Regions from separate parts of the Mus musculus genome. Here region 2 is linked to region 1. Evidence: chromatin contacts called from public HiChIP or PLAC-seq data. All regions are on one chromosome and are shown on one strand. The core of a region is the stretch at or near the end of the contact, and the rest is flanking DNA. Distances in the headings are between cores, read along the strand shown. Region 1 holds the start of Bmp3 (bone morphogenetic protein 3). Region 2 holds the start of Vamp9 (vesicle-associated membrane protein 9).

What was found. HiChIP or PLAC-seq counts read pairs in DNA pulled down with a chosen protein or histone mark.
Region 2: a contact with region 1 is called in an H3K4me3 HiChIP or PLAC-seq map of embryonic midbrain, with 7 times the contacts expected there. The contact joins the promoter of Vamp9 here to the promoter of Bmp3 in region 1. A contact is called at or near these places in 1 of 39 promoter capture datasets (hippocampal neurons) and 1 of 115 datasets of contacts at active chromatin or transcription factors (embryonic midbrain).

Annotation. Positions count from the first base shown.
Region 1 is chr5:98,850,533-98,858,049 of GRCm38.p6, forward strand. Bmp3 (bone morphogenetic protein 3) reads left to right here and starts at 3,883. Exons shown (of 3, transcript NM_173404.5): 1 at 3,883-4,890. The coding sequence starts at 4,581. Gm34563 (a long non-coding RNA gene) reads right to left here and starts at 3,975. Exons shown (of 3, transcript XR_389376.3): 1 at 3,895-3,975. RefSeq lists a silencer at 2,265-2,769 and a promoter at 3,107-3,970.
Region 2 is chr5:99,901,725-99,909,241 of GRCm38.p6, forward strand. It overlaps Vamp9 (vesicle-associated membrane protein 9), which reads left to right and starts at 4,541. Exons shown (of 6, transcript NM_001378420.1): 1 at 4,541-4,681. The coding sequence starts at 4,604.

The DNA.
Region 1 (7,517 bases), core at 2,633-5,132:
ATTATGATATCATCTTCTTATTCTTGACACTAAATTAAGTGTCACGATCAAAACAGATGCTAAATATTTACTGGAAAGATGAAACAAAGATGGAGACATAAAAAAGACAGGAGCCAGGCCCCACAGCTGCAAATGCAGCCTTACAGGATGCAATGTTAACTCTCCCGGGGCTGTTGGAACAAATGAGGATTCACTCCCGGGGCACCAACGACAGACCAACACCAACAAACAACTCTGTCCAATCCAGCTCATTTAATTGTGGTTACATATAGGAGCACGGGTAAGGGGCTATCTACAAGAGCCTGAGCAACTAACCAGTGTCTACATCAATAAAGAAGAGCCCTTGCCCAAAAATCACTAACTGCTTACATTTTCACGGGGAGCAGGATGGGGCCTCACATGCTGCCTGCTCCTCAAAATACCTCCTCCTTATCCTCAGAGAAATGTTAGTGAAAATCTTATGTAGGTTATCACAACTGCCCTAGCTATGCCATAGTGAGTATTCAATAACCATTCTGATGGGGAGATTTTAGTATTTGGTTACACATAGTGCTTAAGTATATATATATTCTATATCACACTGCACATTCACATATATATATATATATATATATATATATATATATATATATATATATAGATCTAGGCTTTTGTAGCCAAAAGTAGAGATCAATTCAACAAACTCCACTAAAATTCAAATTGTGTTTTGCTGTGGTTTGTAGCAATAAGAAAGCCTTTCTTCAACTCTTTGCATTTAAGAAAGAGATGAGAATGAGTCCCTGTCTCCATAGCTAAATGAAAAAGTAACACTAGGGTAAAGCAGAAGTGTCCTATTACTAAAAATTAAAATGACATTTTGGACATGGTGGTTCAATATTTTAACCCCAGAACTCCGGAGGCAGAGGCCAGCAGCTCTCTGTTACTTTGAGGCCAATTTGGTCTGCACAACAAGTTCCTGGACAGCCAGGGCAATACAGAGAAGCCCTGTCTTGAAGAACCATCTAAACAAACCAAAATTAAAACAGCTCAATCTGACACAATAAAGGAATCAGGTACAAGACCAGAGATGTATTTGTACCAGTGATGTATTGAGCTCTGAAGTCCCCTCCGTAAATGAAGAAACGCTAAACCCGAATCTGACCAGAATTAGAAAGCCTATGATCTAGTTGTTTACTGTTTTAGAAGAGCAGGCATCAAAAGATGCTAACAACATTGAAACTATTTCGATGACTAGCTCTGAGACTCTATGGCTCTGACAACAGAAATCACACTCCTGCTGTCTTGACATATCCCACAGAGGCAGCCTCAGGAGGGCTGATGAGGGAGCAGTTCATTTCCAATGCAGTTTGCTTTCAAATCAATTCCCTCAAGAGTTGCTTAGGAGATGGGCACCTCTATTTGTCTTTTCTAGACACACCACTCCTGGATTCCCTGTTTCCTCTATGGCCCAGTCATTGGTAGGGCATTTATGTACATGACATAAAACAGTTTAGGGTTTAGATTTCTCCTAGTGTTACCACTTGGTTCAATGGTTTCCATATCCAGATACTAGTCTCTGAGTTACAGCTGAAAGACCCTAATAGGGATCACTCCACTACGTCGAACACCTCCTTTACTTTGCTTGGTTCAAATCTAATAGTTGGTCACTAAAGTATAAAGACGGATATAGTTTGATAACATACTGACAGGCCATTTTCCTCAAACTCAGACAACTCTCCCTAAGCAATTAAAATATCTTGGGAACTATGTTAATATTACACACACACACACACACACACACACACACACACACACACACCCATCACCAACATTCTTATCCCCTCCCTTGCTCCCTCCCTTCGTCTTCCCTCTCCTTTGGAAGGGTCTTAGTCTTGCTATATAGACTAGGGTCTGGTTTCCAATGTACAATCCCCCAAATATTGGGCCTTCTGTGTAAGTGTGTGTGTGTGTGTGTGTGTGTGTGTGTGTGTTATTTGAGCAATGGAGAAAATACAAGCACAGAGAAGTGAAGGTTTATTCAGTTAGGAAGGAGCGAAGGCATGCAGGTATGCAGCATTTCCAGTCCCCGTGCAGTGGCTTGGTACAAATTAAAAGAACCATATAGATTATAGGGCAACAAATTGTGCAGTGGAAATATGAACCAGAGTTAAAGGCATGAGGGAAGCAGTTCCTTGGAGATACCGAGAGAAAGAGGATAGAGTTTCCATCCTGAGGGCTCTGGCTGTGAGAAACTATCTACTGATGGGTCACAGTGACCACGTTGTGCAGGAGGAGTGGAGGACTTCCTTCTCCATCTGGCTTTGCTTTGAGGCAGAGCAGGAAGCTGCTGCAAGGACATTTCACACAACTGAGAAAAAGCAGAGAGGGGAGGGAACACAAAGGCTCACAGGGGAAATCAAAGGGTTAGCCTTCCAGTGCCTATTGAATTTTGCAATTAGGTTTTTATTATTAATCACAAAAGCTATTATGTGTTCTATGCCAGGCGAAGCTCACCCACATGATCTCATTGGAGCCTCTCGACCACTCTTGAAGTCTATGGCATTATCTGCAGAGCTGTTCCCAGGGTGACTAAGGGCAGAATTCAAACAGCTGAACAGTGGGTTGAGAAGTGACTGAGAGGGGGAGACCATGGTCTGCATTTGGGATACATTTGGGATAATTTGGGATAAAAGGATTGAGAGTCTACTAAAGACCAGACCTGTGCCACTCACTGAGTACTGGTTTCTAGTATTACTCCAACAAAACTCTAGGAGGGTTTATCATTCCCCAACAAAGGAGAAACTAAATGTTGAAGGCTCATTGTGACCTGCGAACCTATTTCTTTTCAAAAATGTCAATGCACCAGAGATGGGACAGTTTCCCAAAAGGGACATTGACTGAGAGTCCTACTGCCAGGAGCCATGGCAAGGGCATAGTCTGCTTAAGCCAATTTAAATGTCCGTTCCATTCTTAAGTATGTAGAGATCCTAGAGTAGAAGTCAGGCAAGTCAGGCTCCCTGGGTTTGGAGCCCAGTTCTGCCACCTGCTAGGAATCATCTTTTCTCTCAGTCTTTTAGTCTGCAACATGGGATTTGTTTGAAGGTTCTTTGAAAACAATGCACAATGCCTACGGCCCATGATTTGTGATATAGGCCTGGATCCCGCGTGCTAGAGAGGCTGAAGCAGCAGGGGTCTGAGGTCAAGGCCAGCCCTGGCTACACAGTGAAATCCTGTCTGGACACAGGGGATGACAAGTACCTAGGATATGTTATTTGCAGTAAACAGTGCTGGCTAGCAGTTTAATGTTTCTCTGACACCATAGGGTGCTGGCATGGCGTGGACAACAGAACTAGTTATATTCGAGTCTGCACACCAGGTTCTTCCTAAAGGCCCTGACTCATTCTCACATCAGCTGTCTTCAAGGAAACCTATTGAGAGAGGTCTGACAGTGCGAGCTGGACTTGTGGTAGTTAGCTTATCTTTTTAAAACATGGGGTGGAATTTCATTTTGTTTATCTCCTCCGAAGAAGATGAGGATGTATGTGAAAAGAAACTCTATGAAGAATAAGCTGTAGGAGGGCAGCGCAGGTGTCTGGGTACAGGGCCCTTCCAAGTGTCCCAGGGAAGGAGCCAACTGTGGTGTTCGTATAGTGGTGATTTTATATGGAATCAGCGGAATACAAAGCAAACTGCAAATAGCCAAAACCTCTACAACAAACAAAGGGAACAAAAAACAAAAAATAAAATAAGAACAAATAAGGGAAAAGAAACTGCTACTTGCCTCTGCCTTTTTGCTAGGAGGAATGTAGCCACTTGTGCTCAGATTTTTTAAAAAGTCCCTCCTACTCTTCCTCCATCCTCCCCTCGCCAGCGCCACCTGCCCCTCCCCGTGCGCCCTCCCTAGTCTCTCCCTACCCTTCTGGTTCTGGCTCCCTGGTTACTTCGCTCCAGGCTTCTCTCTTCTGGAGGTAGTCTTGCTCCAGCTGCCTTAGGAAGGCGAGCCAGAGGCTAGAGGGAGAACTCGCTGCAGGCGGACCGGACAGATCAGATCAGGACAAGAAGGAACAGAACCAGTCTCTCTATCTCTGTCTCTCTGTTCGTCACTGTCTCTGTGTCTCTGTCTCCCTGTCTCCCTCTTTCTCTGTCTGTCTGTCTGTCTTCACACACACACACACACACACACACACACACACACACACACACACACCACACGTCCTCTGAGAACTCAGCTGGCTGCGACAGCGCACACCCCGCCCCGGCACGCGTCCCAGGCTGGTGGAGCGCAGATCCAGATCCCCATAGCGGCAGCCCGGCCGGGTGTTCCCAGTCTCAGGTGGCACGGAAGGGAGAGCCCGCGCTTGACAACTCGGCTGCGCTCGCCCAGACCTTCCGCCCTCCGGCTGGCCGGCGAGAGGAGCTGAGCGGGCGCGGCTGCCACCCAGAGCCCACCTGCCGACCCTCGCGGCCTCGCTCCAGCTGTGCCCGGCTCTCAGTGTCCCGCTCCGCAGCTGGAGCACCACCCCGGCTCTGCCGCCGTCCCTTTCGCCTCCGAGGTGTCGCGGGCGACCCGAAGTAGAGCGGTGCGACAGCAGGACTTCGCTATGGCCGGGGCGCGCGGGCTGCTCTGTCTATGGCTAGGTTACTTCTGCCTGAACCTGGCACAGGGACAGAGACCAAACTTGCACCTCCCGGGACTCCGTGAGACTGAGCCAAGCGACCGCGCGACAGGTGGTAGCCCGAGTCCGGACCTGAGGCCGCACGACAAGGTGTCGGAGCATATGCTGTGGCTCTATGACAGGTACAGCGGCAGCAGTAGAGTCCAGGCTACCCGGACACCGGGCTCGCAGCTCCCGGGTCCTCAGCCCCTGCGCGGTGGTAACACGGTCCGCAGCTTCAGAGCCGCAGCCGCAGGTGAGTGGGAGGGAGAGGGAGCCCATCCCACCCCGGGGTGCAGAGGACAGCCCCTCCCGCCGTGCCACTCCACTCCGCTGTCTCCTGGCGGTACACTGTAGGGACCTTTCTCATATGCTGCCGTCTGGTCCCCTCTGCCCTCTCGGAATTTTCCAGGGACGTTCCGGATAAGCCTAGTTTGAGCCCAACTGAGACGGGAAAGCAGAAGAAAAGCTGGGACAGTGGCAAGGCTTAGTTAGAGGTGCAGCAGGAAAGAGGCCAAGGGAGGACACCCAGGGTCCAGAAGCCCTCTTCCAGGCACCCCTACGGAGATCTTATGCTGATGATTTAATTGCTCTGCTCGGCATAAATTCCCTCCGACGGGCTTTGGCAGCGTTTAGATCGAAGTGAATGCCATGTTATGCCAACCCTGGGCCCAGAGAGAGAAAAGCATACTCAACAGGCACTTCTCCAGACACAGAACTCACTCTTAACTCCTGCGACCTTTGGGTTGCTATATCTGACACGTTCTTCTTGATAGTCCCCTAGTGGCAAACACACAAACAAAACCAGGTGCGTGAGTGTTTAGATTATTTCTAACCCATCTGGCAAATAAGTCTTGCGAGATCCAAGCTGGGAAGCGTTAGCTTGGGAAGAGACCTCCTCTGGTGGAGAGTAAACACCTCTTAGTATCAGCGATGAAAATCTCATCTTCCCGGTTTTTTTTTTTTTTTTGGTTTATTTTTTTCAACACAGATCCTTGAGGCTGAAATTCATGGCTTAAAGCCACCCCACCCCACCCCTGCCAGCTCCTGTGCTGAAGCGAACAGTTTATAATAACAGGGTGAGGGCAAAATCTCTGGACACTCACTGTTGATCTGCTTTAAGGATGCACTAGGGTTTGTGTACATTACCTTCAGGATTAAAGGAAAGGTGATTGAAAAGTCTGCCTTCCAGACTTGGGTTGAAGAACAGTCAGGAATGTTCAAGGGTGGAGGCTGTGTCTCTAGTGCTCTCTCCATTCTGTCCAAAACACTAGATGAATTTTCTCCTGACCTCACTCGTGAGGGCTGGGAGCGGGGAGGTGGGGATATCCACCAAGGAAAGCCACTGTGAATTCACTCTGGAGCTCACGGGCACGACGCCATTTACAATAAATGTGAGTTATGCTTTTAATGCAGAGAAGAAGTCTTTAGCTAGAAGCTGAGCTAAGCCAAATTTCACTTGCTTCGTAGATCCACGGTCAGGATCTGAAAAGAGCTGTCCTCTACTTAGGACCTAGAAACCTATTCTGCCTGCTGCTGAGCATTCTAGCCACTTGAAGAGACAACTCTAATAGCCCTGACACCAGTGACCCATCTGTTTACATTAGTGCATTGCTGAGGGCAGAGCTGAGCCAAAGAGCACCGTGGGACTAACAAGGTCTGGAAGGAAGCTGGTGGGTGGGCAAAGCAGGTGGCAGTAAGGAAGATATTTAAATCATCCTGGCTTCGATATTTCTATTTGCTTATGTTCCCAGAGAGTAGTTGGGGTGTCCAAGTGACAAGCCATTTTTGCATTAACAGATTTTATTTTTAGCGCGTGTAACAACATTTGAAGGTAAATTTGGATTTTTTTTTTTTTTTTTTTGTCTCTTCCACACATACTGTTTAGCTACTGATTTTAGACTAAGTCCTGGGTAACAACTATTTACCATCTGGGCTCTCGCTCTTTCTACTCATTGTAATTCCAGTATCCATTGTCAGCCTCACTGTGTCTTATACCATCAGATGATAAACTCTTTAGCAGAGGCCAGACACTCCCTTGAAATGATGGCTTGCCCCTGTGAACATATATACAAGGCTATGCTCCCTGATAAGAAAAGTAATTCTTTAGCATCCTACAAACTGTCTTAATGACTTATTCATCAAATGCAGACACATGTGTGTGTGTGTGTGTGTGTGGTTTTGTGGAAGCTGAAGTGTCATGTTACCTCCCTAGAGACTCCTGGAGAAGTGGCTCAGGTTGGACTCTTTCTAAGAGTGTTTAGTTGCTCACACAGTGAAAGGATTTTGTTATAAGACCTGTCTGGCTGTAAAGTGGCAGGACTCCAGAAGGGGCTAAAGCTTTTGTACTTCTTTCTCCCTTCATCAGCACCACTATCCAGATACGCCCTTCGTTGGGCGACCGGAGTTGATGTAGGCAAAAGACACTATCTTGTGTTAATAAATTAGATCGACCTTCCCAGTTCAACACGCTGAAGTTCCACAACATATGTGCCCCTCTCTACCAAAGATGTTGCAGGTTTTGTGGGTGGTCAGGTGCCTGTGCTCCGTGTACGGAGTGCCCGATGGTCTGCCAGGTTCTCCGAGGGAGAGCTTACTCGGGCTGCGTGATACACAGCCTTAGAGAGCCATTTGCTCCCTGGAGCTCACCTGACTAAAATCATTCATTGTTCTAGACCTAGAGTATCTGAAATGTAGCTGCCGTGGTCTCCCTCTGACAACTTCCCTGACGGTGGGTGGCATTGATCCTAAACACACTTTCTGCTAAACTCTGCTCCCCTCTCTCAGCTCTGGGAGGTCAATGTGCCAAAACCACGAGCCTGGGGGTTATGGGGGCCGTATCTTGTAGGGGGCGTGTCTTGTAAGCTTTTCCTCTGCTATGTA
Region 2 (7,517 bases), core at 3,291-5,790, 1.1 Mb after region 1:
TCAACACTATACATGCCACATGTAGTACTACATATGTCACGTGTAACACTACACAAGTCACATGCTCTGCACCTCTTCTCTGTCCTCCTTTAAAGCTGTCTCTGGCAGTCCATGCACAGCACAGTAGAGATACCATAGCACTACCATGTCCCTTCTGTCTGGACCAGTGCCATGTTCGACAAAACCATGGACAAGATCCTCCCGGAAGCTCTGGGCAGTCTACGAGTTTTATAACTTCAAGAGTGGGGACTGAAGGAATTGCACAAATATTGATATATTTGTTTTGTTTTCAGTACATCCCAACTGCAGTTTCTCCTCCCTCCATCCCTCCCAGTCCTCACTCCACCTTCCCTCTCCCCTAGATCCACTCCTCCTCCATTCCCCTTTAAGAAAAAAAAAAGGGGGGGGGACCTCCCAGGAATATCAAGATAGAATACAACTAGGCACAAACCCTCATATCAAAGCTGGGAGACCCAGTAGGACAAAAAGAGTCCCAAGGATAGATGAGAGTCAGAGACACCCCCCACTCCCTCTGTTAGGAGTCCCACACACTGGAATGAGAAAGGAGTCAGAAAGAAAAGACACCAGCTAGTTTTATGTCAACTTGACACAAGCTAGAGTCATTTGGAAAGGAGAACCTCAACTGAGAAAATGTCCACCCCAGCCTGGCTTGTGGTCCTGCCTGTGCTGCATTCTCCTAACAGACTATGGATATCAGAGGGCCCAGATCACTGTTGATAGTGAGACCCCCAACTGGTAGTCCTGGGTGCTCTAAGAAGGCAGAGTGTGATGGACCAGCCTGACTCCATCGTGAGATTAGAAGTCACCATATTACAAGGTCAACATACGTCCATTCCTGTTTTCTGTAAAACTTAAGTCTGACCATGTCTTGAGCCATCTTCTGAAATTCGACAGTCTTCACACCCCTATATTCTGGCCATACCTGACCTTCACCCTGATGATAAGCTATTCTGACAAATAATTTTGAGATGTTATGCCAAGTTCCTGCATAATTGAAAACCCTTGGAATGGCCCTGCCTAGTCTTGCAGGTTTTGAGCTATATAAGCCTCACTTTCTCCTGTTTTCTCCTATTCTCTAAACCCCACTGTAGGCAGATAGCCCTTTCTGGAAGAAAATAAAGCTTGCTTAATTTGACTAAAACATTTGGGTCCGTGGTCTCTACTCTCATTTTGTGGGATTAGCAGGTGAACAAGCCATAAGGACAAGCCACTCTGCAGCATTCTTCCATGGCCTCTGCATCAGTTCTATCTCCCAGGTTCCAGCCTTGAGTGCCTGCTGTGACCTCCCTGAATGACAGATTACAAGCTGTAAGGCAAAATAAGCCATCTCTTCCCCTAAGTTACTTTGGTCATGGTATCTCATTACAGCAAAAGAAACCCTAAGATAGAAAGTCTAACCCAAAGGAAGGGCACATAAAACTATATGGAAGCCTACATTCTCACAACCCAATTTTTTAAAATTGGAGGGATGGCAGGATACATAGAAAATTTTAAAGTAGGGAGGGATGCTAGTGTTTAAAGGCGTTGGCAGGGGTGAGATGGGATAGGACAGGAGAGTGTTACCATTAACTGTCGACATGGCGTGGCCTAGAATCTCCTGAGAAGGAGTTTCAAGTGAGTCTTCATCAGGTTGGTCTGTGGGAATGTCTATAAGGAGTTTTATTAATTGATAACTGATGTAGGAGGCCCAGCCCACTGTGGTTTATTTCCTGGGCAGATGGTCCTGGAATCTATAAGAAAGTTAGCTGACAAAGACACCATGCACTTCAGGAACGACACCCAGGGACCCCTGAGCTGGAGCTGACCTGAATTTTCAGTCCTTGAGGACTGCTCTCATGGTGCCAGATGGTGTCATGCAAGCTTCCAAAGGGAGGAAGCAGCCAGCAGTCCCTCCCTCCAGCTATGATGCCTAGGAAGCACATGTATGACCTGCATGATGGGATAATGCTAAGGGTGCAGGGGTGGATGCTTAGCTTGGCAATAACCAAGAGCTGTCTAATTAGACTTAAGACCCACTCAACAGGAGACAGAGCCTGCCTGGGCCTGAAATCTTAGCTAACTGCTCAGTGCTAGTGAGGTCGTGGTTATTAGCAGAGAATCTACAACCTCTGGTTTACTAGACCATCAGAATACCTAACAACATTCTATAAACATTGCCTCAATACCCATAAATAAGTGTAGTATAGTCCCCACCCCTCATCAAGGAACTGTCACTTTGTAACAAAGAGATCACTACAGAAAACCACAATTAATCAAGTTGTGGAGTCCAGCCCCAATGGATACCTTCTGTAAAACACTCTCACGGAACCTAAGGCTAAGGGGATATTGTGGAAGAAGAAGGATTTTAAGATCCAGAAGATGAGGGAGTTTGCTGTGAGATGGTGTCTCCTAGTAACTTCAAAGACTGCACCCAGAAAGTCTCACCCACGTGACTGGACAAAGACGAGCTGAGCAAGGACGACACCAATGGGCATGCCAACGTGGGTCGGGAAAAGCCCGTGAGCCCTCATCCTTACATGAAGAACTCAGGACAACCGAGGGAGGCTGGGAACAGTAGCAGGGAAGGACACACCCACTGACTGTCCAACGCCCAACAGCCATCTCTGAAAGCATACATACAAGGAACACTATATAGAGTGAGCAGGTTATATTTAGGAATATATATATGTACATGCATGCAATGTATGCATGCAATAACAATTAGTGAAATAAGCCATGGATTTGGAGGAGAGGGGCATATGGGAGGGTTTGGAAGAGGGAAGGGGAGAAAAGAGAAGGGAGAAACGCTATGCTATAATTATTATAATCTCAAAATACTAGAAAAAGGAAGCAAACAAGCTGAGCTGTAACCTCACAGCAAGGCCCTGTTGCTGAAGGAACATTTACGTATGTTATTAAACATGGAAAAACCAGACTGATGCCCACATACAAGATCTGCCCCACTGACTAGCACTCATAGTGCTGGGAAGTAATTCGCACACTACTGGAGGGGAAAAGTAATAGCTGATTTCACAAAGCTACAAACCATAAAACCTACAACAGAGTCCAGAACCTGCAAGATGTACTGATGTAGCACAAATGATATGGTAGTGACCAACTTTTAGATTTATTTTATGCGCATGGGTAGTGTGTGTGTGTGTGTGTGTGTGTGTGTGTGTGCATGTAATCTATGTGTCTTGTGCCACAAAGGTCAGAAGAGAACGTCATATCCCCTGGATCAGATGATATGAACCACCATGTGGATACTGAGAATTTAACCGAGGTCCTATGCAAGAGCAACACATGCTCTTAACCACTGAGCCAATGCTACAACTCCAAAGATATATTCATTTGATGAGTATTTTGGCTGCATGTATGTCTGTGTACCACATGATGCCTGGAACCCACAGAAGTCAGATGTTAGATACCTTGAAACTGGAGTTATGCATGGTTGTAAGCAGCTATGTACGTGCTAGGAACTGAACCCTGGTCATCTGCAAGATCAGCCAATGCTCTTACCAATGAACCATCTCTCCAGCCCTCCAACTACTTTTTGATTAGATTTAAGTCCCGCTTCATGAAATGGAACTCATATATGACACTAAAAGTGGCCAAGAACCTGGGTTTGGATAGGTCATGGGCCTAGGGGAAACATACTACCATAAAATGACCTCTAAGGACAAATTGTTATGCCCACCGAGCAGAGCGCTGCTCAACCTCGTCAGAGAAGCTTTTTCTTACAGTAGATGATAATTAACACAGAGAACCCCAACTGGGCAGTCAGAGAGTGAGACTTTGGAGCCCTTACGCCCCTAATGGGGTCCTTTCAATGCTGTGAACATTTTTGTCACCGCAAACTGTAACCAGCATTTGTTCAGCGTATGCTGCTCTGTGAGTAGTTACAGAACAACTCAGAGATGGTCTTCATGCTCACAAAACCAAATGCAGGCTGTGCACAAGAGGTTCCTCCAATGCTTGCTTAAATTTAAGTGTGCTGCATGCGTGCATGGTGTGTGTGTGTGTGTGTGTGTGTGTGTGTGTGTGTGTGTGTGTGATGTGCGTGCACATGTAGATGTGTCTTCCAAGGTTGCGCTCCACATTTTTTGAAACCAAGACTCACCAGACCTAAAGCTTATCAATTCAGGTAGGCCAATGAGCTACTAGGATACACCTGTCTCCACCACCACTCCACTTCTCAAAGGGGATTACATGCTCCAACCACCATGCCTTTTTTACTTCTTTTTTTTTTTTTTTTTTTTTTTTTTAGCGTGAGTTCTGGGGATTCGAACTCAGACCTCCGGGGTCTTTGCCTACTACCCCCAGCTTCGCAGCCCTAGATTGTGACTGATTCACACGTAGATGAGGCCTGGGCAGTTAAACAGCTCTTAAATGGTTTTCCAGACTACCCGGAGCACAGAGAGACCTCAGGAATCCCAAGCATGTGCGAGGACCTCGCCTAGCAAACTCACAGGCTCTGCGGGACCCACAGATGGCCCCGCCTCCTCCCCTGCCAATCAACCGTCCCTCGCGCCTGCGCGGAGCGGCGGTCCAACTGTAGCGGGCGGTTAGAAGGCGGTCCGCTTCTCTCACTGGCCTGCTGGTTATGACGATCACCTACAGCTGCGTTGCTAATGGCCGAGCGGTCCTGGCGGAGCTGGCCTTGACCGGCGGCGCCTATCAGGTACCTGAGGCTCACGCCTCGGCGTCTGAGGGTTCGGTTCCTCGAGGCTGGCGCACGCCTGGCCTCCCCTCAGGGCGCGGGGCGACCTGGAAGGACTCAGGGACCGGGAGTCCCCGCCCCCTCCAGAAGCGCTGCCTCCGAGGCGGGAGTGGGACTGCGCCTGCGCCACCCAGGGGTTGGGGCTCGTACTGCCCGCGGCCGTCTGGCGGAGATTTATAGCCATCTCCAAGTTGATAGCCCCATTACAAGGAAATGACCTGCAGTTGAACACACTTAGTGAACGTGTAAGGGTCTCAAGACTACTTCAGTTGCAGGCAGTGAGGGCCACCTGACAGCGCAGTTTGGACTCTCAGCGCCCAGGGTGGGAGGGCCATGAATTTGATGTCAGCGTGGGCTATATAGACCCAGTCTTTAAAAAGTGAGAACACAAGATGTATCACAACGTTAGAGCGCTTGCCCAGAATGTGTGAGGCCCTGAGTTCAGTTCCCCAACACACACACACACCTAGAAATTGTCAGATGCCATCTAATATTCTATCTGAACCTTAGATCAGTTGTCCCAGGGGGTAGAAAAGGTTTCGCTGAAGATAGGCTGTAATGTACTCCTGTACAGAGGAACTACTCCTAGTTTAGCACAGTCTTGCGCGCCCTCGACTGGCCAGGAAGAACAACGCTGCAACAGGATCCTTCTGCACACGTTTATTGGGAGAGCTTGATTGTAGAGGCGAAAAGACTTTTTGCCCAGAGCTGGTGCTGCTTTTATAGGCCTAGGAGAGGCGTGTCTCATACCCTGATTGGTTATGCACTAAGCCTCATTTGCATGTTCCTCATCTGATTGGCTACTCTCTCTCAGTACCTCACTGAGCCTCATTATCATCTCATTTGCATGTCTCACATCCGATTGGTTATACTCTCAGTACCTTACAGAACCTCATTATCATGCCTGGGCCAGGCAGTGTTTTTGCAAAAAACTTTACTGCATATGTACACATTGGTTGTTTGTCCAATCTTATGCATGGTGGCCAGCAGTAGTCAGTGCCACTCAGCAACGGCACATGTGGCTTCCCACATCTCCCCCTGTTTGTTTTAATAAAATGAGACTGGACTAGGCCTGTGCAATTATGCCCATCCGCCGTGGCTCCTGTTTTAGGTCATTCCTCTAATGTCACAGCCTTACCCGTCATAGGGTAACCCTATCGCCACCGGGCCCCATGTCTTAGGTTGGACTGTGCACGAGGAAAGTTGCCCGTCTCTGGATACCGCAGTGCTGTGTGACAATAACTGCTAAATGACCTAGGGCGAACTCTGCAAAAGAGGCCAGCCAAAAATTGAATTAGTGGGGAAATCATGATCACCCTATTGATGAGCAAGGGCTGATCAATGATCGTTGAGTCTCTCTCATCTAATCTCATGCTGACTAATTCTTGAGCATAGATAACCAAATTTCAGGGGAGGAGCCGTTTTCAATAGCTAAAAGTGCCTGAGTTACAATCACCTTGTCACGTTTTTGTTGGGTTCTGAATTTGCATACCAACCAGAGCATGAACGCCAGTCCACAGCATATGGCAGCACCAAACAAAATCACTCCCACCCATTCCTTAAAGTAAGAAAAAGCAGAGGTAAACCAAGAGGTAAAGTCTCCGAGGGTCACTGGTTCCACTCTGGTCCCATTAAGGTTCAGGATCTGCATCTGCAGTCTCGCCTGCAACCTCTCCAGCTCCTGCGACCAGTTCCCCTTCAGGTAATTCGATAGGTCTGTACTTTTAATAAAAGAATTATTAATATACTTATTGGGAGTAATGCACACATGCGATGTGGATGCCACACAACTCATTTGTATGACATCCATCATCCGTTCCATATTATGTTGTAAAATATCCACTCTCTGATTCACTAGCATTAACCCTGAGGCGATATGAGAATCCACCTTTTGCAGGGTAAGCAATGCTTCAGAGGATTTTTCTGCTATCTGACTTATGGTGTCAGCAGTATTAACTTGATGGGCCATAGCAGTTCCTGCGGTAACTGCTGATGCCGCGGACATCACAATGGCTGTAATAATGGCAGCTGTGATTCCAAAACCTCTCTTTTGCCGAATAAGACTCGTTATTGGGAACTTCTCTGGATCTGCCTCAACAGGCACAGGGACAAAGATTGGTAGATGAACCACTAAGGCTAAGAATTTGGTTCCATTCCAGCATTGCGTCAAAAAACAAGTGACATTTGTACAATCTAACCATTCTGTATTATTTTGAAATTCCGCCAATATAAAGAAAAATGGAGGATTGACACAAACTTCTACTGGAGAAGTAGTCATATTTCTGATAATTCTATTAGTTGTCACATTATCTAAATGAGTAGAGGTATTGGAAAGAGTGGCAGAAACATTCAATATCTCATGAAAGGTTCCAGTCAGCAATGCAAAGGCTGACAGACTGGTACTAGCACCTGCCTCATTGCTTAAAATCCATTGGTAATATGGCCAAATATTCTTTCCCTGTAGCATCTCCTTTATCGTTCATTATAGCAAAATCTAGTGGGGGTGACAAAACGAAACCCTTTGCTATTTCTTTCCGAGGGAAAATTTTTGATTGACAAGGTGAAAAAACTATAGGAAATGCGAGGTCCGGATGACACCAAGGCATGCTGCGTATAGCAGTAGCATTGCCAACAGGCCATCGTGATCTTTTGGGAATGGTCACCTTTCCCTTTATCATAATAGTGGTGATGTTTATAGGTGAAATTATATTATTTTCAACATCACCTGAGCCTGATTGCGCTCCTTGAGCAACTTGTGTTAAAGCATTAAACAACACTCCAGAGCTCCCCTTATTTT